Regions from separate parts of the Sus scrofa genome. Here region 2 is linked to region 1. The links are chromatin contacts, called in public HiChIP or PLAC-seq maps. All regions are on one chromosome and are shown on one strand. Each heading gives the region's core, a stretch centred on a gene start, on an enhancer-like site or on the middle of the called end of the contact. The rest is flanking DNA. Distances are from core to core; before and after follow the strand shown. Region 1 overlaps FGGY (FGGY carbohydrate kinase domain-containing protein). Region 2 overlaps FGGY (FGGY carbohydrate kinase domain-containing protein).

Region 1 (6,420 bases), core at 2,554-5,053:
CTCTCTCCATCGACTTGAGCTTAATAGCCTCATCTTTCAGGGATTTCTTACAGATATCACAGGCTTTGGCCAAACTGAAATTCTTAGTATTTCCCAACCCCATTTCAGTGCCATCACTTATGCTATTCTCTCCATCCAGATTACTCTACATGTCATTGCTTTCGGTGGGGAAGGCCCCTGTTATCGTAGGCCCAGTTCAAAGGCTACCCCTCCCACTTCTCTGAAGGACCATAGCAGCTGACATTCTGGAGGTTCTCATTAGTAGTTGTATGACCTTGAGAAAGCTGCTGGAGTTGACGTAAAGATTATACAAGTAGACTACCCAGAACATTCCTGTTATGCTGAAGTCATGCAAAGTATAGCTTTGTCTTTCCTTTGCCTTATTGTTCCTACTGAAAGTCTTCTCCCTTTTTCAACCTCCTATAGAACTCAGTCCTCATGCTATATCTCTAGTTCTCTATATTGCTGACTTTGCCTCAGTAACTGGTAGTAACTAGTATAGTGCTTAGCATGTTGTTTATAGACAAAAACATTAACTAAGGCACATATTTACTCAGTTAAGGGCTGTGGTCTGAAGTTACAGAGATGAATATGACCAGAGTCATTGCCCACAAGAAGCTCACAGTCTAAATGGGGGAGACAGTAATGTAACCATCTATTTAAATGTTTAAACATTATTGTATATCTGTTAGCATTCAGAGATATGCACATAGTGAAAGAATTATTAGGCCACATGCATTAGGCTGGGCAATAAGGTTACACCACAGTAAAGCAGACAATGTGTGAATAAGAGACACATTATTCAGGCTTATTTAATATATTTCACAGAACTGAACTGTGTGGGTTTTTCTTTACAACTTTCAGTGGTGAGAGGCCTGAATATAAAAGGTGTATAGAGTCTTTCCTCATATTACTGATGTTGGTGGCAGAATGACCCCTCAGTTTTCAAAGTGGTGAGTCACAAGGCTGGTACGCTTTTAACTCTCTATGCTAAATTCAGCCCAGGAACCTGTATAGGTCAATAGCTTAACACAATCCTTAGCTTTCCCTAGACCTGAGCATAGGATTCAAAGATTCTCCATGTTTTCTGTTTCTTGAACATTTAAAAAAAAAACTATGGATAACTCAGTCAACACAGGCATGGGTGAAGCTATACGATGGTAAAACCAGGAGACCTAGAGTCAGACAGACCTTCAAGTTTCTCCTCCCACCCCACCACACATACCTGAGCCAAGATGAATATCATTCTGGCCTTTATATGGGGGTGGTAAGAATGTGCACCCATAGTTGTTGTTCATATCAAGTGTTATCTACGCAAACACTTAGGTAGTTCCCAGTTCATGGTAAGGGCACCACATCAGAAGAGCTCCTTATTGCTCTTTTTTCTTTTTTTGTCCTTTTGCTATTTCTTGGGCTGCTCCCGCAGCATATGAAGGTTCCCAGGCTAGGGGTCCAATCGGAGCTGCAGCCACAGGCCCACGCCAGAGCCACAGCAACACAGGATCCATCCGAGCTGTGTCTGCAACCTACACCACAGCTCACGGCAACGCCGGATCGTCAACCCACTGAGCAAGGGCAGGGACCGAACCCGCAACCTCATGGTTCCTAGTCAGATTCGTTAACCACTGCGCCATGACGGGAACTCCCTGCTCTGCTTTTGAAATAAAATTTTTAAAATTCATTCTTCCAGTTTCCTTGAACACAATTTTGTTCTTTCTAGATTATATACAGGTAACTGCGATAAACTTGAGTGTTGACCATCACTCCTACATCTTCGAAGATGCTACTGGAGAAGTTCATTAGGATCATGTGGGGATTGTATACAAGGCAGATGTTTAGGGCCCAGTCAAATCTACTGATCAGAACCTGTCATAGTGGTGGTTGTGGGGACCCAGTAACCCACATTTTAAATAACTCCTTGGTTGACTATGCATATTCAAATTTGAAAACCACTATAATAAGTAAATAAGGACAGAAATAGATATAAAAACAAACAAAAGAAAAATGCACATCATATGGTAGTTCTATATTTAGTTTTCTGAGGAACCTCCATACTGTTTTCCACAGTGGTTGTACCAATTTACATTCCTACCTAAAATTATATCCCTCTCCTGGGCATATATCTGAAAAAAAACTTTCATTCAAAAAGATACATATACCCCCATGTTCACTGTAGCATTATTCACAATAGCCAAGACATGGAAACAAATCTAAATGTACACTGACAGATGAACAGATAGGAAGATGTGGTACATATATACAATGGAATACTACTCAGCAATAAAAAATAATGGTATCTGCAACAACTGCAACTAGAGATTCTCATACTAAGTGAGGTCAGAAAGAAAAAGACAAATACCATATGATATCACTTATATGTGGAATCTAAAACATGGGCACAAATGAACCTATCTACAAAAAAAAAGACTCAGATATAGAGAACAGACTTGTGGTTGCCAAGGGGTTGGGAGAGGGAGTGGGATGGACTGGGAGTTTGGGGTTAGTAGATGCAAACTATTACATTTAGAATGGATCATGGATAAGCAATGGGGTCCTACTGTATAGCACAGGGAACTATATCCAGTATCAGGAGATAGACCATGATAGAAGATAATATGAGAAAAAAAATGACTGGGTCACTATGCTATACAACAGAAATTGACTCAACACTGTAAATCAACTATATCCTAAAAAAAACTTAATTAATAAAAAAATCCTATGTCATTCTATGTTCAAAATAAAATACTCATTTTTTAGATGATCTATATTATGATTTCAATCTACTATGGATAACTGGAAATAATGTAAATAATCTATTTTCTCATGTTGTCTCTCTTTATATTTTCCATTTGCAGTTTCTAGCAAACAGTACTTTCTAGTTCTAGTCAAAATGGGAACAGAAGAAAGTTTAGTGGGAAAATCTGACACTGTCATCGATAAAATGAAGATGGAATATTCAGAGGGATGGGCACAGAAATACTAGAAGGCTCTGGAAGAATATTCAGCAGCTCAGACTGTAGTGAGCCTGGGCAGACTTTGTACACTCTCTACTTCGATTTGAAGAAAGAGAAGAGATAATGGGATGAAGAGACAGGAGCAGAGGCAAAAATCCTCTCACTAAGACAGTGGCCAAGATCAGAGTGGGTATGAGACCCTGAAAAGCAGCATCCTCCAGCCTCAGGCCTGGTGCTGAGATACAGAAGTCGGAGATGGAGAAATGTACTTTCCCATCTAGCTATGCTTCTGCAGTTTGAGTAACAAACATTACAAAGGTGGAGTGCAAAGCCCTGGCAGCAAGTGAGCTATGTCTGAATTTCCAGGGCCTGGGAAAACAAATATCTGCTCCATTCCATTGAAGTGAACTTTTGTTCTAAGATAAAATGAGGTTTTTTTTTTTGTTTTTTTTTTTTTTTTACTGCTTTATCTGTTCCTTTGCAGTATCACCCATTGGTATGACAAATCCTAGCTGCTTGCCCAAAGGCAAATTCTTCAGGTAGAACACTTGACAGTTTTCACACGACAGTCAGTGCCAAGGAAGCTATTTGAATGATAGGTTGATTTTCAGCATCCAATTTCCTCAACTTAGAATTCAAGGCTTTTTACATTTGAGCTTCTGACCTGGAAGAGCTGACACTTGTTGATTGCTCACACAGGTCAGGAAATGGCGCCAGTACAGTACAACCACCAGAGGAGGCGCTGTTGTCATCCCCATTTACAGAAGGGAAATCTGAGACAGCAGTTAAGTAACTTGCTCCTAACAAGTGGCAAAGCTGGGAGTTCAGAATCCACACATGGTACACAGCTCTGATTTCCTGGCCCTCTCTCACTGTTTCCTCATACTTGCACAACAAGTTTGCCATACTGAAAAGACCCATGATGGAGTCAGGCTTTTCCACACTCTTTTCACTTTCCATTCCCGCCTCCTGAAATGCTTGTCCCATTTGCACCTCCTACGTGATGCTTCCCTCACTTGTCCTGGCAGAGCTGGTTGATCCATTCCGTGTGCTCTTGTGACACTTCCCTCACATCTGGGAAAGGCAGTGTGAAGGTTACAATGGGATTTTTCTGATGACAGGTCTGCCTTCTCCACCAGCTGCTAAGCTCCTCCAGAGAAAAGACTGGATCATCTTCAGCCTGGCAGCCCCCATGCCCTACATGGCATCTGAGGCCAAGTATGGGTCTAACACATATTTGCTAATTGAATTATCTGCTACCTTGCTTCTTATACCATAAAATGTTCCCTCTCTTCATTGAGGTCAGTTTCCTCAAATGTCACCACTCTGGATTAAACTTTCCAGAACTCTCTGTACTGGCACTCTCTCACTCCTGGCACTCTCTACTGCTTTACACAGACCTGTTCTTAATAACACTTAGCAGTACCTGATAAACACATAATGATGCATATACAAATACACACATGTACACATATGCCCACACATGCACAAACACACATATCCAAATGTGCATATACATATGCACACACACATATGTATACTGGTATACATACATGTACACAAACACATATGCACAAGCATTCAGCCGTACATGCACATTGCTGAGCATGCCAATAGAGGCACATCTGTGCACACATATGCACAAACACACACATATACACATGCACAGACAGATGTGCACATAAACATATATGTGGATACACAAGCACACATGTGCATGCATACTCTGTATGCATGCATACTGTGTATATAAAAATATTCATGAGTATGTTTCTATGGGAGGTTATGGACACTCCCAACAAGAAGGAAGCTTCATAGGAGCAGGAACTTGTCTCTATTCACCACTATGTCCAAACATCTACAACAATGCCTGGCACATAAAAGGAAAATATCACGTATTTTTTAAAATAAAAGAATGACTTCGCCTTGAACACTTCTATCATTCATAATACACATTCGTTTAGATCCCATCAATCATAGCTAAATATACACGGCACTGCCAGACACTAAAGAGCTTTACAGAATGTCGCTCATTTATTCTTCAAACAACTCTATGAGGTGCGTGCAAGTACTATACCCATTTCAGAGAGGAAAAAAACTGAGGCATGAAGTATCAAGCAACTTCCCAAGGTCACAGAGACAGCAGATGGAACTAGGATTGGTGTTCAAACCAGGATTTGAACTCCTATGTTGTATTACCTCAAGACTTTTCATTTTCCTTGTGTTCAGAAGCCAGATTCTGACATCAGAATCATAGTACAGAGCATGATAAAGATTAGCGTTATGGAAGGTGGGGTGGAGGAGGTGCTACTCTCAGGTATAACTAGTGACCAGTACCATTTTTCTATATTCCAGACATTTTTTATTTTTAGTCTCTCTAGATAGTTATCCTGGCCACAAGATGGTAGGAGGCAATCTTCAAGATTCCCAGTGTAGGGAAATAAATTCTTTTTTCTGTTTGCCCTTTATGATGACTCATATGAATGCTTAGTTAAGAGAAAGTTGAAAACAAGGAAATTAACCAGGCCCGTGGAGAGATGATAAGGAAGCAGCCGGCAGTTCAGATGTGAGGCCGCCGCCAAGAAGCGATAACTGGAGATGTGCATTTTCCCACCAACAGCTGCTGATGTACAAGCCCCAAAGTAAACATTAGTGCTCAGGGATATTATATGGATGTGAAGCACCATGTGTTGAGTTTCTGTGCCATGAAAAACAGTGGATCTTTGGGGTAAGCCTACTCTTGCAGCCAGTGACGCAAGTGCAATCTTGACATCGGGCCCCCAAACAAAACACGTTTCCAGCAGTCTTCTACCTTTTGAACTTGGAGCGCTGAAGTGCTCCTAACAGGTGGCTGGCAGTAGTAGAACCAGGAGCTGGGTTATCCCGGTGTTTTTGTTTTTGTTCCCAAGTTCAGCAAAAGAAGACAAAAGCTCATCTTTTCAGTCACATACGAATCCATGAGAGAATAAGGGGAAACTTCCGATTATGAATTCCCTCTGGATACCAGATAAGGTTCTGAAGCGGATGAGCTGGTCAGAGATTTGCTTGAAGTCAGGGTCTCTGGGCATAGGAATCTATACTAAGTCTAGACATTCTGCTCTGTTCAGGAGGAAAAACTTTCCCCTATTGGATGCAAAGTCTTCATGAAGTAGATGTGAAGTCGTGGGGAGAAAGAGATCAGCCTTGGATCCAATCCTGCCTTATCCCCTCTGCTTGGGCAAATCCCTCTGCCTACTGTAGTGTCCACTCGCTCAACCATTAATAGAGGTAAAAATACCAGGATGGTGGTTTGAAAAGAGCAAGTCACTCCACACCTGACTTTAATAACATCAACATTCAATTCAACATTAATCAACAAAAGTAATCAACAAAATTATTATCCACTTTAGGATTACTGATCTTTCCACCATGCAGTCAAAAATCAGCCAGCCTGGTCTAATAAGCCTCGTCTTATTCCCCGTGACTG
Region 2 (6,420 bases), core at 2,095-4,594, 150 kb after region 1:
AGGGGCTCGTATAAATGAGGTGCTCACAACAGCGCCGGTACATGTTAAATACTCTGTTATTACTGTAAAATACCACTAATGTCATATTATACCTTTTCTACCAGAAGAGGTAATTGTTCTTCTAGAATTATTACTGTGTCAACCCTAGTGTTAGGTCTTGGGATAGAGCCGTAGGCCAAACGTGCAACATCCTGTGCTCATGAAGTTAAAATCTAGAGCAAGAAAGAAAGACACAACTTAACTAGTTGTGTACAAAGTGTCATATGCTTAAATCAGAGGGCCGAAAGCAGGGACACAAAGGGAAAACTCTACGAAGTCATTCCAAATTGAAGATCAGTCAGACATTATTAAGAACATTTCTTAAATTGGATGAAAAACCAACAGAAAAACATGATTCTGTGTAATCATACCATACAGCTCTTAGAGAGCAAACGACTGTGGCTTTTAAAATAGAAAATTCTTTCCAATCAATCTCTCCCAAATTTCTTTGTATCTAACATGCATCACATAGTCTCCAAACCATTTCAACAAAGGCCAGATCCCAGGGCCAGAAGGAGGTGGCCCTTTCACTGCAGACCATACAAGTGGTGGAGACAAGTGCACTTTGAGAGGAACCAGCGTTTCCATCCTTTCTCCCCTGCTAGAAAGTTGGGCCACAGCAAGGGGCATCACTTTGGAGCCATGCAGACCGAGGTTCAGATCCAGCCTCTGCTCCTTAGTGGCTGTGTGATCTTGAACTTGTACCTTGACCTCTCTGAGCCTCGGCTTCCTCATTTGTAAAAATGACACACTATGATGATATAAAAAGAAAAACCCTTTCCAATCAACACCCCCCCCCGAATTTCTCTGCACCTAATATGCATCTGCACGCTGCAAAGGTAAACTGTGGTTTCTTCATCCAAAGGGTTCCTAAGCTAGTAGAAGAAAAACATGTGCCCAGAAATAATTACAGTACAACCAGAAAAGTAGTTTCAAAGGGAAAAAACAAAAAACAAAACAAAACAAAAAAAACCTAGAGGAACAATGAAAAGGGAGGGCCTAACTGCCCTGGGGGAGTCTGAAGGGCTCCACAAACAACAGGACATTTAAGACGGGTCCTGAAGGATGAGTAACAGCTCAGCCAGGATAAAAGCAGGCAGATGCCGTTCTGGAGAGGGAACGGTATGTGCAAAAGCAAGAAGACATGAAAGGGCCCCAGGATGTGTGAGACGGCTGACGGGGCTGGAATGTTGGTGTATGATGAACACTGGCAGGAAATAAAGACAGCTCACTTCTCAGTTCTGTGAAAATAGCACCAGTTTTCCAATTAACAAAGTCTATTTGAAGCCGTTTGAAGGATGGCCAAAGACGCTAAGGAGATGGATGCATAACGGGACCGTCTGTGGGCTTTTTAATGTAAGTCTAAAGTTGTCCTTGCACTATCCCCCTCAGAAGGTCAATGTTTTAATGGCAGGCACTGGTATTTGGCACCATCTATGTGGGTCTCAGGTACCAGTAACAAATAACAGCAAGAGCCGCGAGGGCAGCTGACATCTCCCGAGTCCTCAGCACGCTGGCCTATAAGCTCTATCCATGTGAACTCTTTCAATCCCCACAGCAAGCCCATAGAGTACAATGAGGGAAACAACGTGCAAAAGATGTAAGAGACTTGCTCCTGGTCACACGATTAAGTCCCAGGGCTGGCGTGCCACCCCAGAGCCCAAACTCAACGGCTACTTTGAGTTCCCTCCTCCGTGCAAGGTGCTCTCATGTCACTTCCTGGGACAAATCCCCATCTTAAAGGGCCTGAAGCTTTTACATGGGGAACTCAAAGAAAGGAATACAAAATTATGAATATAAAATCAGGTACCATAATGAAGGTTTACAATGAGGAAAAAAAAAAACTAAAATAAGTGGAACCTAGGGCATTTAGATTCCCTTTTCCTGAGATGAGAAATGCCTACACAGAAGTCCTTCCTGACTGCAACCCCTCCCCACCCAGAACATTCTACGACTCCCAACAGCTACCTGCACTCATGGGGCCCATGCAATCCGAGGTCCCCAAAGCTTCAATTTCAATGCATTTCCTTCAGGGGAAGCCCATCTCCACCACTGCCCAAAAGTCTCTTAAATTTTCCCAAACCATTTCGACAAAGCCCAGATCTCAGGGCCAGAGGGAGGGGGGCTTTTCACTGCAAACCAAACAAGTGGTGGAGACAAATGCAGTGTGAGAGGAACCAGGATTTCCATCCTTCCTCCCTTGCTGGAAGATTGAGCCACACCAAATGACATCGCTTAGGAGCCATGCAGACCTAGTTTCAGATCCAGCCTCTGCTCCTTCATGGCTGTGTGATGATGAACGTGTCCCCTGTCTTGGTTTCCTCATCTGTTAAAATGATACAAGGATCAAATCGGATAACGGGCATGCTGCCCAGGAATGCCAGCTCCCTTTCCTCTGGGTACACCTTTCTGTGCTTTCTCCCCCTTTTTGCCCAACTCTTGGGATGGGTAGGTCGGTCCTTTGTCTATGCTTTCAGCGTATTCTGTAGAGATCTCCGCTGGAGCACATCATTCTCTTATTCATTCAGCAAGTACCCCCTGGAAGCAAAGATGAACGTGGACATGCAACTGTCCTCAAGAGGCCTGCATCTGGTGAATAAGCAGGGAACCCTTCTCTACCATGACAGAGATGCTCCTTGATGGGCTGGAGCCATGCCTCCTCCTCGGACACGGGGCAGGTCAGACCCAAATGAAAATAATCGAGTCGGCCTCCCACCTCCCCATCTCCCGGCCAGCACTTCACCTCACCCCTCTCTCGGCTCTGCTCTCATCAGGCCCAGCCATGCTGGTCCACACATCCTCTGCATGCCTGGATCAATGAAGTTTGGTTTTACAGGGCACTGGGCCCATTGTTGGCTCTCACCTCAAGAACAAAGAAGAATACTGGCCCTTCCAAGGCAAAACAAAGGCCGACTTCTCCTCCATGGTTCCCTTTTCCTTTATGGGCAACAGTATGCAGACCCCTGGCCCTCCACTGAACTACATTTAAAACAGCTTTTGTGAAGGGTGGACACAGCGGCCATTTTTGTGTATGTGCCTGCCCGCAGCAATGAACTGATTGTAACATGAACAACGTGCACTTCTTCCCACTTCTGACAGAATAGATGACATTGTGCTGAGGGCCAGGGAGGGGGTGGGGGCCTAACGAAAAAAAAAAAAAAAAGCCCTAAGGTTTATTACAAGGAATTCTGATAAAAAGCACTTCGAAGCCTCTTTCCCATCATCAAAAAACCACACTGGGCAAGATCAGAGCTTAACAGCCGACAAAAAAACACATTCAATCCCTGAGATCATTTTCCTGAAATAGAAAACTACATATGTTTCTCAAATTTCATATCAAGCCACTGCAGAGGCCAGACTGCAGGGCTGAACTGGGCCAAAGTCGGGGGGGGGGAGGGGGGGGATGGGATGGGAAAGGGAGTAAACAGAAGAAAACGAGCCCATTCTTCCACATCACCACGTTTCTCTAGCACAATCTAAACTTACAAACACCCCCAGTTTCACAGAACTTGTAGTTAGGGTTGCTTATCGGGCAGTCTTTACTTTGTCAAATTAAGACACATTGCCTTGGATTAGCAAGACTCCTTAAATTCAAAATGACTTCATGGTTGGCTCGGAGTTCAGTGTCTCTAGGGCCAGCCGCCAGGAACATATCCACTGCGGAGCCCCGCTCCTCTCCATATGACCTGCCTGACTTTTCCATGGAGACAGCAGAGCAAAATCCCAGGCAGACAGGCTGTCAGTGTTAATTAAAAGTCCAAACACCTCTTTAGAAACTATCTGCAGCTCAATATTTATACAGAGTATAAGACTCCTAACAGGCAGGGCCGGAGAGGGGAGCAGGAGGTTGAGGGCGGAAATAGGTTTGACTGGCATTTGGAACCCATTAATTTTTAAAAGACAGGCTGCCACTCTAGGTAGGACTGAGAGAGGTTCAAAAACGTAACGAAACCAGAAAGATGAATGAGCTGAAGATTGTTTAGAAAGCCCGGGGAGAGTGCTCAGCTTTTGAAAAGAATAATATCTGGGCAATAATGAGAGCTGACACTTTTTAGTGGTGAATGCAGTTTTTGGCACATTTTAACAATGCAGGTTGACAATGTTTCATATTTAACAAAAGGAAAAGCAATCTTCTAAATGACTTGGGAACAAAGGGCTCCCTGACTGCAATTTCTTAATAACATTTAAGAATTCTCTTCAAAGGCCCTTGACTATAATTTAGAGCAAGGAAGAAAAATGAAGAAAACAAGAAAAAAAGAAGGTGTATTTAAAAAATAATAAACTAACTAGAAGAGGTGAAAAAAGAAGACAAGGATACAGCATTCTGACACTAAATTATATCCCAAAGGGTTGAATTTAATGTCAGGCTTTTATAATACTTCTTCCAATAACCTGAGCTTTAAGAAAGAAGTCAAAGGGAGACTTTGGTCGACACCATTACTTTTGGACTCAGAGGTTCAGTCCAGGGAGGGGCTAAATGGATCACCTAATCCAGCCACCACACTCTGCAGACAAACTGAGCACCAAGGGCCCAGGGTTACCTGGCTGGACCAGATATTTCTTCCAAGTTTCAAACCATGCCACCAGGTGTATTTTATGCTATGTGTCCTAAGGCCTCACCATCAAGGCCACAGAGTTCTTACAGTATCCAAGACTGAATATTGACACCGTTAATCAGACTGAAACTCAGAGGCTACCTAGAATCACACAAGTACAGCATATCCAAAAGTTCACAAGAGTTCACCTACAGTGGCAGCCATCCAGGATAGCAAACTGATTTAAGAGGCCACCAAGACCAAAATGTCCTGTCCCTCCCAAGGAAGGCCTTCCGGGGTCAGAGAAAAGAACTCTAAACAATATATGACTTGGATATGGTCCCCTTAAAACCTAACCCCTACTTCACTTAGCAGTTTCACCCTCACAGCAAGAACCTTCCGGGATTCTGTAATAGCACCTGGAAAACGTGATCTCTATTCTTGAGCATTTTTACAGTTTCAAAACATTTTCAGCAGGAGTTCCCTGATAGTTCTGAGGTTTAAGGATCTGGTGTTGTCACTGCTTTGGCTCTGTTTACTGCTGTGACACAGGTTCAATCCCTGGCCTGGGAACATGCCATGGGTGCAGTCAAAAATGTTATTTCAGCAAAGAATATACTGTCATACTATTTGTAAATGAGGACTCCCAGCCTGAGATTGCTCCACTTTTACCATATTAAAGAGCAAACAAGACTAGATTCTAAAAGAAATTCAAGGTCTCAGAGAAAACTGGTAAGCAAAGGAAATGCTATACAGCTACTCAGTTGAAAAATTACAGTCCTACTGGCTGTATGACTTTCAAGGGTATGGAACTCACATCTAGATCTATACCAAAGAGCTGAAAAAGACAGATGAATGGATAAAGAAGATGTGGCGTGTGTGTCTATGTGTATATATGTGTGTGTGTGTGCACATATATTTTATAAAATATGTATGCCACAAATGTGGCCCTAAAAAGACAAATATTTATATATATACATATGCACATGATGGATTATTACACAGCCTAAAATATAATGAAATAATGCCATTTGTAGCAACATAAATGGGCCTAGAAATTATTATACTAAGTGAATAAGCCAGACAAAGAAAGACATTTATCACATGATACTACTTACATGTGGAATCTAAAATATTCTACAAATGGACTTATTTACAAAACAGAAAGAGACCCACAGACAGAAAACAAACTTACGGTTACCAAAGGGGAAAAGGAAGGGGAAGGGATAAATTAGGAGTTTGGGATTAGCCTATATGCACTCCAATATATAAAATAGATAACCAACAAGGACCAACTGTATAACTGTATAGCACAAGGAACTATATTCAGTATTTTCTAATAACCCGTAAGGGAAAAGAATATTATGACTGAATCACTGTGTTATATACCTAAAACTAACAAAACATTGTTAAATTGTTTATATATACATATAAACAATATATTTAATGACCTAGAACAGTGCCTGATACACAGCAAGTTCTCACTAAAAAACAGGATTTTCTTTTTTTTATAAAATTATGGAAACTAGCAAATTCAGAACCACTTAATGAAGGGTGCATATCATATCGATCCAAGGTCACACACTTTTACCTCCTTTGTCCCAAAGGACAAAGGTGGGAATTCTTTTTCTTTTTTTTTTTTTTTTTTGTCTTTTTGCCATTTCTTGGGCTGCTCCCGCGGCATATGGAGGTTCCCGGGCTAGGGGTCTAATCTGAGCTGTAGCTGCCAGCCCAAGCCAGAGCCACAGCAATGCGGGATCCGAGCCACATCTGCGTCCTACACCACAGCTCACGGCAATGCCGGATCGTTAACCCACTGAGCAAAGGCAGGGATCGAACCCACAAC

Evidence for each region. HiChIP or PLAC-seq counts read pairs in DNA pulled down with a chosen protein or histone mark.
Region 2: a contact with region 1 is called in an H3K27ac HiChIP or PLAC-seq map of skeletal muscle. The contact joins two enhancer-like sites. A contact is called at or near these places in 4 of 47 Hi-C or Micro-C datasets (liver and skeletal muscle) and 2 of 2 datasets of contacts at active chromatin or transcription factors (alveolar macrophages and skeletal muscle).

Annotation. Positions count from the first base shown.
Region 1 is chr6:152,973,213-152,979,632 of Sscrofa11.1, forward strand. The region is part of intron 7 of FGGY (FGGY carbohydrate kinase domain-containing protein); the gene reads right to left. Among named protein-coding and RNA genes, the nearest start is that of FGGY, 240 kb to the right of the region's middle. Within about 2 kb of position 3,804, at least 11 of the 83 cell types and tissues checked have an H3K27ac peak or open chromatin away from gene starts, as enhancers often do. A contact at or near this core is called in liver and skeletal muscle, where this site is marked.
Region 2 is chr6:153,122,512-153,128,931 of Sscrofa11.1, forward strand. All of the region lies in intron 5 of FGGY (FGGY carbohydrate kinase domain-containing protein), which reads right to left. Among named protein-coding and RNA genes, the nearest start is that of FGGY, 87 kb to the right of the region's middle. Within about 2 kb of position 3,345, at least 40 of the 83 cell types and tissues checked have an H3K27ac peak or open chromatin away from gene starts, as enhancers often do. A contact at or near this core is called in liver and skeletal muscle, where this site is marked.